Linked DNA regions of Mus musculus: all the other regions are linked to region 1. Evidence: chromatin contacts called from public HiChIP or PLAC-seq and Micro-C data. All regions are on one chromosome and are shown on one strand. Each heading gives the region's core, a stretch centred on a gene start, on an enhancer-like site or on the middle of the called end of the contact. The rest is flanking DNA. Distances are from core to core; before and after follow the strand shown. Region 1 holds the start of Ngef (neuronal guanine nucleotide exchange factor). Region 2 holds the start of Efhd1 (EF hand domain containing 1). Region 3 overlaps Inpp5d (inositol polyphosphate-5-phosphatase D).

Region 1 (2,535 bases), core at 24-2,523:
GTGGTGCAGCACTAATAAAACTCGGCAGTTCTGCCTAGGAAACCATTAGAACTAGTCATGTCAAAAGCCGCATGCCAGTCAGCCCAGCAGCCAGGGTCCCCTGGAAGCCACCAGGCTCTCATGGTCCAAACGAGTCGCTGCCTGCCCTGGACCCACCTATTTGTTCAATGAGGTTTCTCCAGGAGTCGGCGGGAATGGGATGGATCATCTGCAGGGCCTCCGTGAGAGTGGTGGGGCTGTCGGTGAGGGCTGGGCACTCCTCGGGTGTGGTTCCATTTCCAGGGGTGGAGGATGACTCGCTGCAAGAGAAGGAGGAGAGCGACGGCTGTTTATTTTTAAGCAACGACACACCTTGGCTAGATCGCAAGAGGCGACTGTCGGTCAGCACAAGCGGCTGCTGCCTGGAGGGTACTGCCCCTAAGAGCTTCCAAGCCAAGGGGGGCCACAGTGGCCGCCACGTGTCCGGACCGGGCGAGCCCGACAAACCCTTTTTGTCACCATACCAGGGCGCGACGGGGTGATTCACTCCTACACCAGTCCGCCCAAACCTTCATGTTTTTCGAGCTCGCGGACAGGCGTCGGAAAGTTGGCGTACCCTAGCCGCTGCACAGCGCGGAAGGCCGCCCCAACGGGTCCTGCCAGCCCGCTGCCACCCCACTCCCTTAGCCGTCCCGTGCCCCCTGGCCCCACTCGAGGCTCTGTCCTCCAGTTCCAGAGACTGGGAGCGCAGAGAGGGGCGAAGGGCGGGACGCGCACACTCTGGGCGTCCAGGGACAAGGTGCAGGAGGCCATCCCACGCTGGGACTGGGTGCTAGTGACCTGGAACAGGACGCACGGCTCTCCCAGGGGGAAGGTCCGTCGGATTAGAGTTAGTGGGGGGCAGCAGGAGCCCGGGGGCCGAGGACCCGGATAGGCCGCAGGGGTCCGAGATCATCGCCTAGGGAGCGAGTGTGAGGGAGTACGTGGGGACATTGCGCGGGGGCCGGGATACAGCGGGTCCTCACCTGCCCGGCAGGTGTCCCGCCGCCGAGTCGCGCGTGTCGCTCTCCGAGGTGGAGCTGTCGTGGTCCACGGCGCAGGCGGCGCTGAAGGCTGCAGCCAGCAGCTCCATGGGGACCAGCGACCGGGTAGGCTCAGGGGCTGGTGGGGAGCCGCGCGGGGGGCCCAGGGCCCAGCCGGGGGCAATGCGCGGGCTCTGAGTGAGGTCGCAGCGCGCGCGGCTCAAGCCGGAGCTGCCGCCGCCGCTGCTGTAGAGCGCTCCCGCGGACGAGCGCGCGCCTGGAGGCTCCCGGGGTTGCCACGGCAACGGGGGAGGCGGGCGGGGCGCGCGCGGCGGGGGCGAGGCCGGCGGCGGCGAGGTGGGGGCGCTAGGGCCGGGTGCACCCGGACCAGGGGGCGGTGACTCCCCACATGGACCGGAGCCGCGCAGCGCCTGCCTCCCCCGCGGCCGCCGGGTGCCGGGAGACGCGGGGACAGAGGGAACAGAGCTGCCTCAGCCTATCTCCCCTCTTGCCAGTGGGTCGTTTTTCATAGCTCCGCCCCGGGTTTCTTGAAGGGGAGGGCGAGGCGACCCTCTGTCCCATCCCTTGCCCATTACAATTCAGTCTCCTAGATCATGCTTTGGGAATATATGCCCTCTACTCCCAGTTGGAGAGAAAACAGTTATTTCTCCTGCACTCTTGCTCTTGACTCTCAGGTGTGTGTGTGTGTGTGTGTGTGTGTGTGTGTGTGTGTGTGTGTGTGTGTGTGTGTGAAACCCCCCCACCACCACCACCACTGCAGACGTTTTTCCTGAGTGGGTCTTTCTGCTGGACCAAATCTTTCCCAGCGACCCCCAAACGCTGCCAGGAGGGAGTTAAGGAGAAGTTTCCAGAAACTGCAGTAGGATTTCCCTACCCACAAGTAGATCTGCACCCTACTGTTTGTTAGCTAGTACAGCGCTCAGATAAAACGAGAGGATAAGGAGAGAAATATCTCAAGTCAAGAGTAGTGTGGCCAGTTCTGTAGGTACCTGAGGGTGAGGGTGGGACACAGTGTTCCCCAGCATGGCCCCCTCCACACTCCACCTGTGGGCATTGGTTATAAGGAACCTGTTCCTGGGGGTTTGAGGCAGCTGTGTTTATTGGTTTTTCTGGTATATGAGTATTTTGCCTGCATGTATGTATGTGACCAATGTGTTTGACTGGTACCTTTCAAAATCAGAAAAGAGCGTTGGATCCCTGGAACCGGAATTATGGAATTATTGGAGTTACATGGTTGTGAGCCACCATGTGTGTGCTGGCAACTGAACCTGGGTTCTCTGCTAGAGCAACATGTGTTCTTAACACCTGAGTTGTTGCTCCAGCCTCAAGTGTTGCTTGTTCTTGGATGAGTAGGTGGGAGGCACAGCGGCTGGGACTCAAGAGAAACAGCGATGGCTTTGGGAAGGGAGGGTTGTTTTATTTGGAAGGGGCAATGGTTAGTTTAATTGCCATATGACACAGCCTAGCAAGCAACCACAGAAGAGAGTCTGAAGGAGGGCTTGTCTACATCAGT
Region 2 (2,535 bases), core at 17-2,516, 250 kb before region 1:
GATGCTAGGGATTGAACTCTTTTATGCCTCTTTTATGCTAAGCCCTCTGAGCTCCCCCCCCCAGCTCCCCCTTCCCCCTAACCCTTCCCCCGTTAATTTCTTGTGTTAATTTCTTGTTTGCTTTGTTCCGAAGCAGCGAAGCAGCGGGTCTTGCTGTGAACCCCAGGCTGGCTTCCTACCCTGGAATTCTCTTGTCTAAGCCTTCTGAGTGCTGGAGTTATAGGCGTGTACCCCAACACCCAGCTATTCGAATTCTAATCGAATTACGTTTTCATGAGAGCACGCAATGGCTCTGATTTTTCCCTGTGGCCCCCTAAGATGTGCAGGCAACCAACTCATGCCTTTCAGCGGTGCACACCACCGGGCTCATCACACACACTCCCCAGTCTGTGGCCCAAAACAAGTGGAGCAAAGCTGGTCCCCAGTGCAGCCACTATTGTGTTTACAGCTGCTTCTCCATGTTTGGCTGAGGGAACCCTCATTTGCACCACATCCTTCCTTAGGGAGAATGACGGCGGCTCTACTTGTTTTTACTTCAATCTCCTGTTTCAAAAGTTGCCTTATTTTCAAGCCTTTTCTAACCCCACTCTCCGCAGTGGTGGCTCTCACATTAAAAAAACAAAACAAACAAAAAAAAAGCCATACAGCCAAGATACTTGCCACATTTGGTCCCTTAACAAGACAACCCCCCCCCTTTTTTTTTCCCGGGAATCAGGAGATTTTTCTCACTTTATTTATGTCTAGTATTTTTAGATTGTTGTGGAAACATTTCAATGGTATATGAAAGGCACCTTCGTACTGCCAGGAGCATCTCCTACTCCAGGGCCTTAGGGCGACGACTGCTCGCTACACACGTGGGTGTGTTACCAGGCACGCTTAATTCTCCCATCTCAGAGGGTCCTAGGCCGCGAGCTCCCTGGTTGGAGCGCTTTGGAAGAGAATGGAACTGCCTGAACGGTTGCCAGACTTAACTCCCCAGTGTTTGCAACCAATTCCCTGGGGATCACCAGTTCCCAAAGGGCGGATTCTGGCGGCAAGAGCAAGAGTTGATTTCAGGGTCCATGTCTGGACTGGGGGACGGATTAGCATCAAGTCTCAGCTTATGAGAGGTTTAGGCAAACGCGACCCCTAGGACGCGCAGACACTCCCTTGTCCCCTGTCCAGTAGATAGTCCTACTGCACCCGCGCCTCCTTAAAGCCGCAGCTCCGCCCCGCCCGCCCCGCCTACCCACGGTTCTTTTCAACCGCCGGGCCCCGAGCGATTCCACCGAGCGTCAGAAAGCCACGAGCCCGCAAAGAGCGCACAACTCTCTGTCCCCGTACCGGATCGCGAACCTCAGTTCCATCACCACAACCCGCCATCATGTCCAGCGAGGAGCTGGCCTGCAAGCTGCAGCGCCGGTTGAGACTTGAGGTGCGGGCAGAGACCGACCAGGGCGACCCCCAGCCTGCACCCTGCGATGCCCCAGCCGGGCACCCGGAGCCTGAACCGCCTGCCCGGGCGCCCACAGCCAGCGCGGACTCCGAACTGAACCTCAAGCTGAGCCGCAGGCTGGACATCCACCAGGGTACAGCGCGGCCGGGCCGCTCTAAGGTCTTCAATCCCTACACCGAGTTCCCGGAGTTCAGCCGCCGCCTCCTGAAGGATCTGGAGAAGATGTTCAAAACGTGAGCGCTCGTCCTGCGCCCCCGAAGAACGGGGGATCCGAGACAGGGCACGGGGTGGCCGCGCAGCGAGTGGGACAGTGAGGAAGGAGGTGCAGGCGTTCAGGAGTGCACTGAGCATCTGGCCAAGTGCAGCCAGATCGTGCGCATCAAGTTCATTGCGCGCCATGGGGAACCTCGTCAGGCTGGGGATCTGACCCCGGCGGAGCTCAGAGGGTCCTACTCAAAAGCCCCCTCCCTGAGTCTCCTACTCCCCAGGGCGGGTCCCGCACCCTCCTCCACCCACAGATCCAGAGATTTGCTCCCGGAGCAACTTCTAGGAAGCGAGCCCGGGGCGCACCTCACCTGCCAGCCTTAATTTTATCCCTCAAGGGAGAAATTAGCTGGATTGTCTTTTATCTTATAAAACAAAGGAAACAGTTGACACACGTCTTCAGTAAGGGATGCGAGAAATGAAGGAAGGCTGAGAACAAGGTTGCTTTAAACTCGAAAGACACATAGGCGTCCCTAGACCAGTGCGGGCGGGCGGGGGGTGAGGGGTGGGGGGAGTGGCTGGCGCAGGAGCCTCCTGGGAGCGTCGCCTAGTCAGTTACTCTTCTAACCGGTGAATGGCAGATGCCTCTGGCTGGGAACTGGTGCCTGCCACTAGTCACTAGGGTGCTGCTGGAGCCTCATCACCCCTCAGAAGAGGAGGTCATGCAAAGACCCAGTAGGTGGCCTGTCACGTGAGAGGTCTCTTTGGCCTCATTTCCCCACTTGAAGAGGGAAAGCAGTAATGACTCTTGCTGCTTTTTCCCCTCCCTCCCCCGTTACTTTTCTTTCTAAGCGAGATGTGGTGACATTCTCGTCTAATCCCAACATTTGGTTTTG
Region 3 (2,535 bases), core at 21-2,520, 200 kb after region 1:
CTAGAGATAGAGGCAGCCACTGGTGTCCATGTCCCTGTCCCCTAGGTCCCCCCTGTCCCTGACTTGTCCATCAACATTCTCTAGGCAGAATCCATTTGAGTTTCCACCAAGCTGGGTTTGAGTTTCCATTAAGCTGGGTTTGAGTTTCCACCAAGCTGGGTTCTTCTTGCTCAGTGAAAGCCCTGGGCAAAGCTCCAGAATGCTGAAGATCTAACAGGGCCTAAATAGCTGCTACTGCCTGCTTGCTGTTGCCCTGGCCCTCCCCTTGCCCTTTCCATATTGTGGCTCTTGTGTTGTGGGGCTCACTGTGACTGGGAGCAAGGTAAAGATAGACAGCCCATTTCAGGTGGCAACGTTGAGCACTCACCATGCTTATGAAAGATCCTTTCTATAGAACATCTCCAGACATACTGTCTGAGACTCCTATGCAAGAAAACTATATGCTTTCTAAGTCTTCCTGAGATGGTTCAAAGAGTGATGGGGAAGGATAGGAACCAACCTTGCAAACAGAGGCACAGACTGTCTGCTTGTAGAGCCCAGGAGAGCTACCAGCCTTCTACCCCCTCACACCTTTTTGCACCTTCCTTCAATGCATCCCGAACCTTCCTGGGATTATGCCACCTTCACCACAACATCCTGAAGCCCCAGCTCAGCAGCCAGGGTCAAAACAGTTCCAACTGGAATGAGGGGCTTTGTGCGGGTGTTTTTAATAAACTATCGAGACATTTGCATAGATTTCTATGGAAACAGCATATTAGGAGGCTTAAATTAGAATTTCAAAAGGCTGCTATCTTGAGTGTCGTGGGAAGTGGGACGAGCTGTCATGCTTCCCAGTCTTCCTGCCTGCGGTGTGATGACTTCTTTGTTGCCTGGGATGTTGCAAAGAGGAGTCAAAAAGGAGGGGGAAATCTCTTTGATTTTTCCTAAAAATAATTAGACTGTGTTGGCAAATGACCATCCTTCAAACAAAAACAGAATCCCCAGAAAGCCTGACTCCTAATTGGTTTGGAGGCCTCAGAGACATGAGAAGGGAAAGACAGTCCTCCGTGGTCGAGGAAGGCGACCCCTTGGAGACTTTTCTGCCTGGTTCTCACTCTGTGGTCTGCAAACCCAGCTTCTTCTTCTCTAACAGGTTTTGTCAAGAGTCAGGAAGGAGAGAATGAAGAGGGAAGTGAAGGAGAGCTGGTGGTACGGTTTGGAGAGACTCTTCCCAAGGTAATCCAGGAAGAAAATGTGCCTGGGGCAGAGGGCTGCAGCAGTGCAGGTTAGTACGCAGCACTGCAGGCTAGTGTGCAGCTACAGCAGTGCAGGCGAGTATTCAGCTGCAGCAGTGCAGGTGAGTATTCAGCTGCAGCAGTGCAGGCGAGTGTGCAGCTACAGCAGTGCAGGCGAGTGTGCAGCTGCAGTAGTGCAGGCTAGTGGGCAGCAGTGCAGGTTGGTGGACAGCTGCAGCAGTGCAAGTTGGTGTGCAGCAGTGCAGGTTAGTGGGCAGCTGCAACAGTGCAAGCGAATATGCAGCTGCAGCAGTGCAGGTTAGTGTGCAGCTGCAGCTCTGTAGGCTAGTGTACAGCTGTAGCTGGTCTGCCCAGAGTACAGCTACAGCAGGTTCATCCAGACTGTAGCCATCCCAGACCAAAGCCATAGAGACCAGCTTAGACACTGTAGTCAAGGGACTTAGGGTATGCTTTTCATCATGGATGGATGACCTCAATATTCCTAAGTGGTTTTCAGCCCTGCTGTGCCTACTCCCCTTTGGTTATTACCTACTTAGTGTTCGCAGCACTTGAGATTGAATCGAGGCTCCTGCAAGCACTAAGCAAGCACCCAACCATTGAGCTATGTCCCTGATTTCCCTGAACACTTTTTAGCAGCAGGAAGTTGAGGGCAGTGCTGACATCCAGGAGTCTGTCACTCACCAAGCCACATCTCTAGCAAACCACAGAATATTTCAAGCCCAACTGGAGGTTTGTGACACATTTACTCAGACAGGGAGCAGGCCTATGGTGTCTTCTCTAATGCAGCCATAGACCTTGGAGGGGTATGAGGAGAGGGATGGTACTGCAAGTCTCATTTCAGACCTGGCTGCTAGACCTTCCCTTGGCCTCTGGGATATGCAAAGAATGGAAGGAAGAATGGAGGCAATGGACCAGGGACCTGGAAGCTCAACTCAACCCAGTTTAGGAAATGGGGTGGGGCAGGGAAGAAAACTATCTCTCACTTGGCTGAGCAATGGGGTCCACCTGCTCTCTTGGGCATGAAGAGCCAAGACCTGAGTTTGCTTAAAAGAACATATTCAGTTCCGTTTTACTATGTATTTATTTATTTTATGAATGAGTGCTCTATCTGCATGTACATCTGCATGCCAGAAGAGGGTATTAGGTTCCATTACAGATGGTTGTGAGCCACCATGTGGTTGCTGGGAATTGAATGCAGGACCTCTGGAAGAGCAGCCAGTGCTCTTAACCACTAAGCCTCTCTCCAGCTCTCCTGATGCATGCAAACACCAAGACTGCTGACCCCCATTTACCTGTCCTG

Evidence for each region. A called contact is a pair of places that touch in the nucleus more often than the background predicts. HiChIP or PLAC-seq counts read pairs in DNA pulled down with a chosen protein or histone mark.
Region 2: a contact with region 1 is called in a Micro-C map of embryonic stem cells, with 2.9 times the contacts expected there. The contact joins the promoter of Efhd1 here to the promoter of Ngef in region 1. A contact is called at or near these places in 1 of 39 promoter capture datasets (neural stem cells), 3 of 484 Hi-C or Micro-C datasets (embryonic stem cells and myeloid progenitors), 3 of 115 datasets of contacts at active chromatin or transcription factors (embryonic stem cells and pancreatic cancer cells) and 2 of 9 other capture datasets (embryonic stem cells and liver).
Region 3: an H3K4me3 HiChIP or PLAC-seq map of forebrain shows a contact between it and region 1, with 10 times the contacts expected there. The contact joins the enhancer-like site here to the promoter of Ngef in region 1. A contact is called at or near these places in 5 of 39 promoter capture datasets (the C10 cell line, cranial neural crest, embryonic stem cells and 2 more), 1 of 484 Hi-C or Micro-C datasets (bone marrow-derived macrophages), 8 of 115 datasets of contacts at active chromatin or transcription factors (craniofacial prominence, embryonic basal ganglia, embryonic forebrain and 5 more) and 4 of 9 other capture datasets (adipose tissue, embryonic stem cells, liver and 1 more).

What each region holds. Positions count from the first base shown.
Region 1 is chr1:87,509,089-87,511,623 of GRCm38.p6, forward strand. Ngef (neuronal guanine nucleotide exchange factor) reads right to left here and starts at 1,274. Exons shown (of 13, transcript NM_019867.2): 1 at 1,005-1,274; 2 at 157-299. The coding sequence starts at 1,111.
Region 2 is chr1:87,263,087-87,265,621 of GRCm38.p6, forward strand. It overlaps Efhd1 (EF hand domain containing 1), which reads left to right and starts at 1,267. Exons shown (of 4, transcript NM_028889.3): 1 at 1,267-1,668. The coding sequence starts at 1,364.
Region 3 is chr1:87,708,486-87,711,020 of GRCm38.p6, forward strand. Inpp5d (inositol polyphosphate-5-phosphatase D) reads left to right here. Exons shown (of 27, transcript NM_010566.3): 21 at 1,133-1,215. All of the region lies in intron 3 of Gm33470 (a long non-coding RNA gene), which reads right to left. Among named protein-coding and RNA genes, the nearest start is that of Gm33470, 15 kb to the right of the region's middle. Within about 2 kb of position 1,271, at least 36 of the 459 cell types and tissues checked have an H3K27ac peak or open chromatin away from gene starts, as enhancers often do. A contact at or near this core is called in embryonic forebrain and forebrain, where this site is marked.